Linked DNA regions of Mus musculus: regions 1 and 3 are each linked to region 2. Evidence: chromatin contacts called from public ChIA-PET and Hi-C data. All regions are on one chromosome and are shown on one strand. Each heading gives the region's core, a stretch centred on a gene start, on an enhancer-like site or on the middle of the called end of the contact. The rest is flanking DNA. Distances are from core to core; before and after follow the strand shown.

Region 1 (2,700 bases), core at 168-2,667, 160 kb before region 2:
GAGCCCAGGGTTTACTCCTTCCTCTACAACAAGCATGCTTTAGGAAGATGTAAAGAGAGAGATCTGGCGACCAGTGGGAACCCAGGGGTCAAAACGTGTAGTGGAGAGATGGAGGGTAGACAGTATCAGGAGAAACAGACAAGGCAAAGGTACAGCCAACTGACCACCTAGAGGGGCTAGGCCAGGCAAGTGTGTGACAGCATGATGAGCATATGGCGCTTGCCTTTAATCCCAGCACTTGGGAGGCAGAGGCAGGTGGCTTTCTGAGTTCAAGGCCAGCCTGGTCTACAGAGTGAGTTCCAGGACAGCCAGGGTTATACAGAGAAATCTGGTCTCGAAAAACCAAAAAAAGAAAAAACGGGGGAAAAAAAAAAAAAGGTGTCAAATCACCGGATAGTGAGGGTGGGAGCAAGAAGGGCAGAGAGTGTGGTCTGCAGCACAGCTTAGGGCTCAAGTAAGCATAGCGTTCTCAAATTGCCCAGGGCCCATGCTTCCTCACCGTGACAGCATCCCAGCGCCACGGCTGGACTCCCTCTGCTTTCTCTCTGGGTCCAGCCTTTCTCCTTATTTGCTGGATACCATTTATTGGCCCTTCGACTTCTGATACGACTCCAACTTCAGTAGTATTTGCCCCAGATGGTTTCCACTGTGACATTCCCCTGTTTGGGGCCAGGTTTGTCCATTCAAAATATAAATTAATAAGAAGGAAGATGAGGGTGTAGCTTGGTAGTAGAGCTCTTGTCTAGTATGTGCCTAGGCCCTCGGTTCAATCGCCGGACTAAATGCTTTGCTGCTTGTGGGGCAGAGTTAAGCATTTCTGTTGAGACTCATTTCCTTTTCAGACCAAATCCATATGGTAGGTGGTAACAACAGATGAAGAAGCAGAGGGTAATGGCGCCACATTCACGGAGCTTCTAAAGTGGGCAAGCAGGATTCTGAATTCAAATGTCTGACTTTTAATTACTGTGCTATACTAAATAAAGAATGGGGTGGGGTAGGTTGGGGGTGGGAATAAAGACAATATAGTTTCGAGATCTAAAATAAAGAAATGTGCAGAGCAGTTGTGATCACAAGAGCAAGGAGATTTGTAAAGCTGGAGGTGCCACTGAAGGAGAGAGACCTCCAATTATGCGCACAGGCACATCTCCTTCTGTTAACTGAACAAACTCAGAGAGAAGAGATGTCTGAATTTTCTGGGTAGAATTTGCCTTGCACTGTCTGGTGGGTGGAGTGGGGATTTGAAGCCTCTTCAACTGCAGCACCTAGGCCCTAAGTCAGGAAGGACCCAAGCGCTTGGGCCGTGAGAGGCAGCAGGGAGGATGTCTGAAGTCAGCAGAGCTCACAAAACAAGAACTGCGAATGCTTTGGCCCATCCTTTCCCAGGCTCCCAACTGCCAGAAACTCACTGGCAGGCCGGGCCCCACACTCTTATGAATATTCATGACTGCCCCAAAGCCGCTTGGCTGGGCAGGCTCCTAACTCCAGTCTACCATCTGACCCCAATGCTTTGAAGGCTATGAATGCGGCCCAACACAGAATTGCGAACATTTTGAATTTCTAAAAGTGATCTTCTTTTTGCGGGTTCTGTTTTGTTTAATTTTGGTTTTGTGTTCTGCTACCTGAATTTTGTAAATGACAAGATGGCGTGTCAATGCCAAAAGTTTGGACACCCCTGCTCGGGGTTCAAAGACCTAAGAGTCTTCTGACAGGGAGTTAGAAGGAAGGAGGGAGCTCTTTTTTGAAGACTAATAGAAGAGCACACAGTGTGGACTTAGAGTGAAGTCTGCAACTGCTAAGCTAAGGGCCCCCCTTTATGAAGGTCACTCCCTGCATGTATGGTGCAGAATCATGAGAAACAGACAGGCTACTCACTGGGGCTTCTGTGCTGTCTTTATAACTCACACATGTGGCTAGACATGCATTTCAACTTCTGCAGGCTCTATCCCACCTGATACAGGGTTGAGACATTGGTGTCAGTCCATGTTACAGACTATCCATTTTTTAAAACCGTTAAAGAAGCAACCAGATGGACCATATATTAATACTTGTATTTTGTTTTCTTGATTTTGACTGATGGAGAGATCTTCCAGCACTGATAACATGAATGTAGAGTAAATGCATTTCACTGGTTTGAGGTACACAGCAGGCTTTGGGAGAGGCAGAGCCACTGTTTTCTGTTGTTGTTGTTGTTGGTCTTAAGAGTTCACTTAACAGAAATTACTGGAAACTTTCTTAGTGCATCTACTCCATTATTTCCTCCATTAAGAGAGAGGTTCTGCGTCTTGCTTACAAACTGGAAATGGAAGAAATTACATTATAAAAGGAAAACCAAAGAACAGTGAAGGCTGCAGTATGAAAGCAATTAGCTTCCCCACCCCACAGCCATCCCAGAACAGATACACAGCACTGAGCAGCCGCTGAGATGTTACGGCAAGTGGGGCCAGAGTCAGACAAGGAGCATTAGACAAATGTTCCAGGAATGTGAACACTAGAAGTTATAGCCAAGGTCACCATTATTCCTAGCAGAATTCCAGCTGGGACAGTTAAACAAGAAACTAGTTTTTAAAAAAAATTAAAAGATGACGAACCAATAAGGATTTACAGAGGTGGATGAGGAAGAGGTGAGGCGGGAGTGATGGATGGCTCAGTGGTTAAGAGCACTTCTTGCTCTTCAAAGAACCTGGGCTCAATTCTTAGCAC
Region 2 (2,700 bases), core at 105-2,604:
TGTTTCTAGGAGCTTATCAGGATGACCAAGATATCTGAGCCCACTTCCCTGTCCTGGCCCAAAGTCACATTCCTGCCAAGTTTCTAGCCCCCAAAGCTCTCCACAGTTAAAAGCTGGGCAAGGTGGCACACACTTAAAATTCCAGTACTGGTGAGATAGCAACAGATCTCTGGGACTCAGCTACAGTGAGCTTAACCTAACAGGTGAGCGCCAAGTCACAGGTGAGAGACCCTATTTCCAAAACAAGGAAGGGCTCCTCAAGTTGTACTCTGACCTTCACATGCATATACATATGTATGTATGTGCACACATAGACATAAATACACATAGATTCAGGGGAACATCTGCACTTAAGCATATTTAAGTGTACATAAGTACATTCAAATGCTGACTATGGAGTCAGCCTTGATGTTTTGAAATGCTGCTTCTGCTGAAGATAAAAGATAAAGCAAAATAAGATAGAGAAAAAAAAAAACCAAACCCTGGGTCAGGGAGGTCATGTGACATGATCCTCAAGAAGTGAGGAGGGGTAAGTCAAGTCTAGTACTCAGTCCAAAAGAACTGGAGAAATAGATCGATCGATCTATCTATCTAGCCCCATCTATCTCTCTTGACATTTATCCACATGGATGGGATGTGTGGGCTATGCTTTGAGGCAATCAATGTAAAAGCTTTAAGAGTGGGATCTAAGCCTCATCCAAGCCTAGTCCTTCTATGTTTCAGAGATGCTTGAACAAAGCACACATCCACAGGATGCTGAGAGTGGAAATACAAGAACTGTTGGACAACTCCTGTAAACCAAAGCTCACATGTAAAGAACTAGAAATGCAGTGGGAACTAGAAATGCAGGGTAGGGGTGACTCGGGGACTGACGGACTGGGTGGGGGCGCTGTGCTGTTTCACACCAGCAAGACAAGCTTGGTTATTTATATCAAGCAAAGAGTCAAGTTATTTAAAATAATATTAATTATGAAAAAAGGGCTACAGAAGACCCGCAGATAGGTCCAAGGATTCTGCGGAGGTCATTAGTTGGTAGTGGTACGCTACCTGCTATTGTCAGGCAACAGAGAATGCCTGCCGGTATATATGGTCTCCAGATCGGCTTGTTTTCTTAAGTGGACTGATCTAGGATTTGTTTCAAGTTCTCAGCCAAACAAGCACAAGGGTCTGGTTTGATTCCAGAACTTTCTTTTTGAGGCTGCCAGGACTCTTGCAGCAAAGGAGGGTGTGAGCAAAGCTGCCTGTCTTGTTTCTCAGAAGGCCGGCTTGGCCGCAATCCTCCCACGGCCTCCCCTGTTGTTGCTTAGTCTTCTCACCTTGGCCTGTCTGCTGGGCAGATGCTGAACGGAAGTCACGTGACCTTTGTTTTTTCTCAGCTGTGAGACAAGAACTCCAAACAGGAAATGGTGGTTTTAAACAGAAGTCTAAGAGGTGGGCTTGGTGGGGAGGGGCCAGAGCCTTGATGCTTTGAAGTTCTACTGTCTCTGGTGCTTCTGAGCTTTTGTACTTAAAATTCCTGTCTTTTCAAATCACTTTCATTAAAGTAAATGGTCCTATAAACTCAGGGTACTTAGATATTGGAGAATGTGTTTGACTATGTTGAACTCACAGAAGGATTCAACTGAAACATCAAGAAATTCTTTAGAAGTACACCAAATTTAATTATGAAAAACTAACTTTAAATGTATATAAACTTTAATAAACAGCCTAGGAGTAGCAGTGCATACCTGTAATCCCAGAACTCTAGGGTTGACTCAGGACGATAGAGTTGAAAACCAGAACGAGCTATATTGTGAGAGTTTGTCTCAAATTTAAATAAAAACATATAAACTTTGAAATGCATAACTTCCTTAAAGCATATGAAGACACAGTACTAATCAAAAATTACCACAGAATCAAGACAGGCAATTCCTGAACAGTCTCCATGTTGTGCACATGCGTAGCATCCTCAGACACAGCATGCCTGCTTACAGAGTCTTGTCTTAGAAGAATAGGCATGTGTCATAGCTCCAAAAACACTCCGCTCGTTATCTTCATGCCACGTTTATTTGTGTTTCGAGACTGCATCATGTTAATTGATGATAAAAGTGACACTGTGATTTACGGACTTTCTTGTCTTTTGTCTCTGAAGTGTAGGACATAAGAGCCATGGACCCAAAACAGAAGAGTTTCATTTATAGGTAAACCCAAAGTTCCTAGACACTGGGCTCTCTGTCTTTGTCTCTGTGTCTCTGTGTTTCTGTCTCTTTCTCTGTCTCTCTCTATGTCTGTTTCTGTCTCTCTCTGTGGTGTGTGTGTGTGTGTGTGTGTGTGTGTGTGTGTGTGTGTGTGTAGACTCATGTCAGGATATCTTCCTCAACTGCTTTTCCACTTTCATGTTTGAGCTGGGAGCTCACTGGACCAGGAGATCATCACTTGGGCTATAGTGACTAGTCACAGAGTAAAGGGTATGCACTGCCATGCTGGGATTTTTTTGTAGGAGATGTCTGGGGATCAGAACTAAGGTCCTCACACTTGTGTAGTGTGCACATTAGCCACCATCTACCCATCCCTGGTTAATGTCCCTTTTAAGCCTTAAAATTAAGTTCTATAAGTTCTTGAAGTTGACTAAAGTATTTAGCACTCAAAGCAATTTTTGAGATTAGTGTTAAAGCATTTATTCTAATGTCAAAAATCCAATGGTAAACACCAGTTCACAAT
Region 3 (2,700 bases), core at 172-2,671, 130 kb after region 2:
AAAGATGGCATTCTCTTAAATGGGGGGAAAAAAAGGTAAGGAATTTATATAGAAAGTCTATACGTATTCATATGGGAATAAACCGTGGGGCAGGCACATTTCTGAGCATATTCACTGTAAAATACACATAACTGGGCATTCTCAGTTAAGGTTATAATTCAAGAGGAAAAGACTGCAGAAGGGAAGGCCCTGGACACACCAGTCTGCCCTGTAAAAGCAGAAGCGGGAAGGTTCTCTGGGTTTTTAGCCTCATGTGCATTTGCTCATTACTTAGAGTCCTGTCAGGAAGAGTTCCATTGCCTCACATCTTCATTCACTCCCCTCACTCTCCCCATTTGGTAGTCTTGTACATGTTGGCTGCTCGGAGTCTAGGTTGCAACTGTAGGAGTTTTAGTTTTGTCCTGGTTATTGGTAGGAGAACACCTTTCCGTGTACTTACTGTCCCTTTTGATAGCTTCTCCTGGCAAGTGTATAAAGAGGGTCTTTGCCTGTCTGCCCCCCCCTCCCTCCCTCTTCCTTTCTTAGTGATTTGCTGGAGTTGCTTGTGTAAGCACATGTCTGCTCTCCAACCATATTGCAAAATCATCTACCACTTTGTGAATTCCTACTTCATTCTCTAGTTAAGGTCTTTTTGGTTAAAAAAGGCTATTAATTTTAAATATGTCCCTTTGACAATTAGATTGACAGTTTCTCTGTAATTGTTTTGTATCATGCAAGATTTTCTTCCTTTTTTTCCTCCTATACCTAGATAATCCTTTAGCTCATTTAGCTAAAATGCCATCTTCCTTACTGTTCTGTATGTAGTACCACTGTTGCTATAAACCAGATACTCAGAGAAGTGTGTAGTCATTACAGTTCATTCCTTCGTTCGTTTGTTCTTTCTTTTTTTTTTTTTTTGTTTTTTTGTTTTTTTGAGACAGGGTTTCTCTGTGTGGCCCTGCCTGTCCTGGAACTCACTCTATAGACCAGACTGGTCTCGAACTCAGAAATCTCCTGCCTCTGCCTCCCGAGTGCTGGGATTAAAGGCGCCACCACCATGCCCGGCTATCATTACGTTTCTTATTCTGTGATAAAGCACCATGTTCACTGCAGTAGGAGAGAGTTGACCTGGCATGAGGGAGGCCCTAGCTTCACTCTCCATCTTGCTCTTGTTTTTTAGGAACATGGTCTAGAATTTGTACTTTTTACTGTCACTTCCACAGCAGAGGCTAGGATGTGACATATGACTCGCTCTGTAAAAGAGCTTGAGAACTAGAGTCTTTAGTTAGTTGTCTGTCTGTCAGTTAAAGATACTTGTGCAGCTAAAGCCGTTACTGTGGCAGGGGAGAGAAGTATTGAAAGCAGCTAGCAGCTTGCTGTGACATTTGACAGTCTTAAGCCTGCATCACAGTTGTTTATGTGGGTTTATTTCCTGTCCTCATTGTCTGTCACTTTAGAATCTTCTCTGGCATTCCTTCATTGCATGTTACCACAGGATGAAACATAGGCACTGTCTATGGTTCTGCTTATGTTCAGCTTATACACCAGTGCCTGAAAGCTTGCCACTCAACTCGGAGGTGACAGGGAAGTTAAAAGCAATTAAACTCAAAGAGCTTTTCTAAGGAAAAATTACAGCTAATTAAACAAGATCTAAGAACATTCACACTTTTGGTTAGGCCACTGCAGTATTTAAAAACTTTTTATTTACTGTTTTCTGTTTATGTCTTTGTGAGTTAGTAGCATATGGCTAAGGGTTCTAAATTCATTAGTGATTCTGTTACATGGCAAATTTTTAGTAATCCTTTAGAAAATAAGACCTCATTTCAGTAGGAAATTTGAACATCTAAATGAGCATTTTTTGGTTGGAATTGGCATTAGTACCAGACTGTTTTTATATAAATAAGTGTTTTGAGCATTGGAGAGGAAACTCAAGTCAGCAAAAAGAGTTTTACATCTGAACACAGGTCATACGTTGGATGTGGAGGTGTGCTCTTGAGATCGAAGTGCTGAACAGGCAGAGGCATGGAAATGACTAGCCAACTTGCCTAGCCAACTTGCCTAGCCTACTTGCTGAGCTAGTGTGAGGCTCTGTGTCATAAACGAGGTAAATGGTCCCTGAGGAAGGAAACCAAAGGTTGCGTTCTGGCTCCATTTGTACCCACTACATCTGTCCCGTCCCCCTAATCCCTGAAATTATGGAACAGAGGAAGTTTAATGAATTAGAGACCAATTCTAGATTTTGGTCTTTCTCTCTTACTATTGCAGCTGTGGGTTGATCATTTAAACTACTGAGGGCCACAGTCTACCTGACTCAGTAAAATTATACAAGACTGTTTTGAGAATACCTTAAGACTATTAACCCTGCTGTTATTCTAAGACACTAGTAAATAGGTTTAGCGATATAATTTTGAGGGATAATAAACTTTCTTCAATATCATAACCCAGTAATATAAATCAGAGCCTGCTAATAATAACTTTGAAAATTGTCTTATTCCATCGAAAGGGCTATAAATGACACAGGCACTTAACTTGGCTTATTATGATGCTAAAGAATTGTTGGCATAGAATAAGTGGCATTTATTTATTTATTTTATTTTATTTAGACAGGGTTTCTCAGTATAGCCCTGGCTGTCCTGGAACTTGCTTTGTATGCTAGGATGTCTTTGAACTCAGAGATCTGCCTACCTCTGCCTATTGAGTGCTGGGATTAAAGGTGCATGC

What was found. Hi-C and Micro-C count contacts between places; a contact is called where the count stands out from the background. ChIA-PET counts read pairs in DNA pulled down with a chosen protein or histone mark.
Region 1: a contact with region 2 is called in a Hi-C map of cerebral cortex, with 2.6 times the contacts expected there. The contact joins two enhancer-like sites. A contact is called at or near these places in 1 of 39 promoter capture datasets (macrophages), 29 of 484 Hi-C or Micro-C datasets (the Ba/F3 cell line, the CH12 cell line, the P5424 cell line and 10 more) and 2 of 115 datasets of contacts at active chromatin or transcription factors (both in embryonic stem cells).
Region 3: a contact with region 2 is called in an RNA polymerase II ChIA-PET map of effector CD8 T cells, with 42 read pairs. The contact joins two enhancer-like sites. A contact is called at or near these places in 7 of 484 Hi-C or Micro-C datasets (the G1E-ER4 cell line, the N1E-115 cell line, Th1 cells and 3 more), 3 of 115 datasets of contacts at active chromatin or transcription factors (effector CD8 T cells, embryonic stem cells and large pre-B cells) and 3 of 9 other capture datasets (adipose tissue, liver and pancreatic islet).

What each region holds. Positions count from the first base shown.
Region 1 is chr11:21,009,709-21,012,408 of GRCm38.p6, forward strand. No RefSeq gene overlaps it. Among named protein-coding and RNA genes, the nearest start is that of Peli1, 80 kb to the right of the region's middle. Within about 2 kb of position 1,418, at least 25 of the 459 cell types and tissues checked have an H3K27ac peak or open chromatin away from gene starts, as enhancers often do. A contact at or near this core is called in cerebral cortex, where this site is marked.
Region 2 is chr11:21,173,282-21,175,981 of GRCm38.p6, forward strand. No RefSeq gene overlaps it. Among named protein-coding and RNA genes, the nearest start is that of Vps54, 64 kb to the right of the region's middle. Within about 2 kb of position 1,355, at least 121 of the 459 cell types and tissues checked have an H3K27ac peak or open chromatin away from gene starts, as enhancers often do. A contact at or near this core is called in Th1 cells, Th17 cells, cerebral cortex and 1 more, where this site is marked.
Region 3 is chr11:21,302,405-21,305,104 of GRCm38.p6, forward strand. The region is part of intron 12 of Vps54 (VPS54 GARP complex subunit); the gene reads left to right. Among named protein-coding and RNA genes, the nearest start is that of Mir1933, 41 kb to the right of the region's middle. Within about 2 kb of position 1,422, at least 17 of the 459 cell types and tissues checked have an H3K27ac peak or open chromatin away from gene starts, as enhancers often do. A contact at or near this core is called in Th1 cells, Th17 cells and effector CD8 T cells, where this site is marked.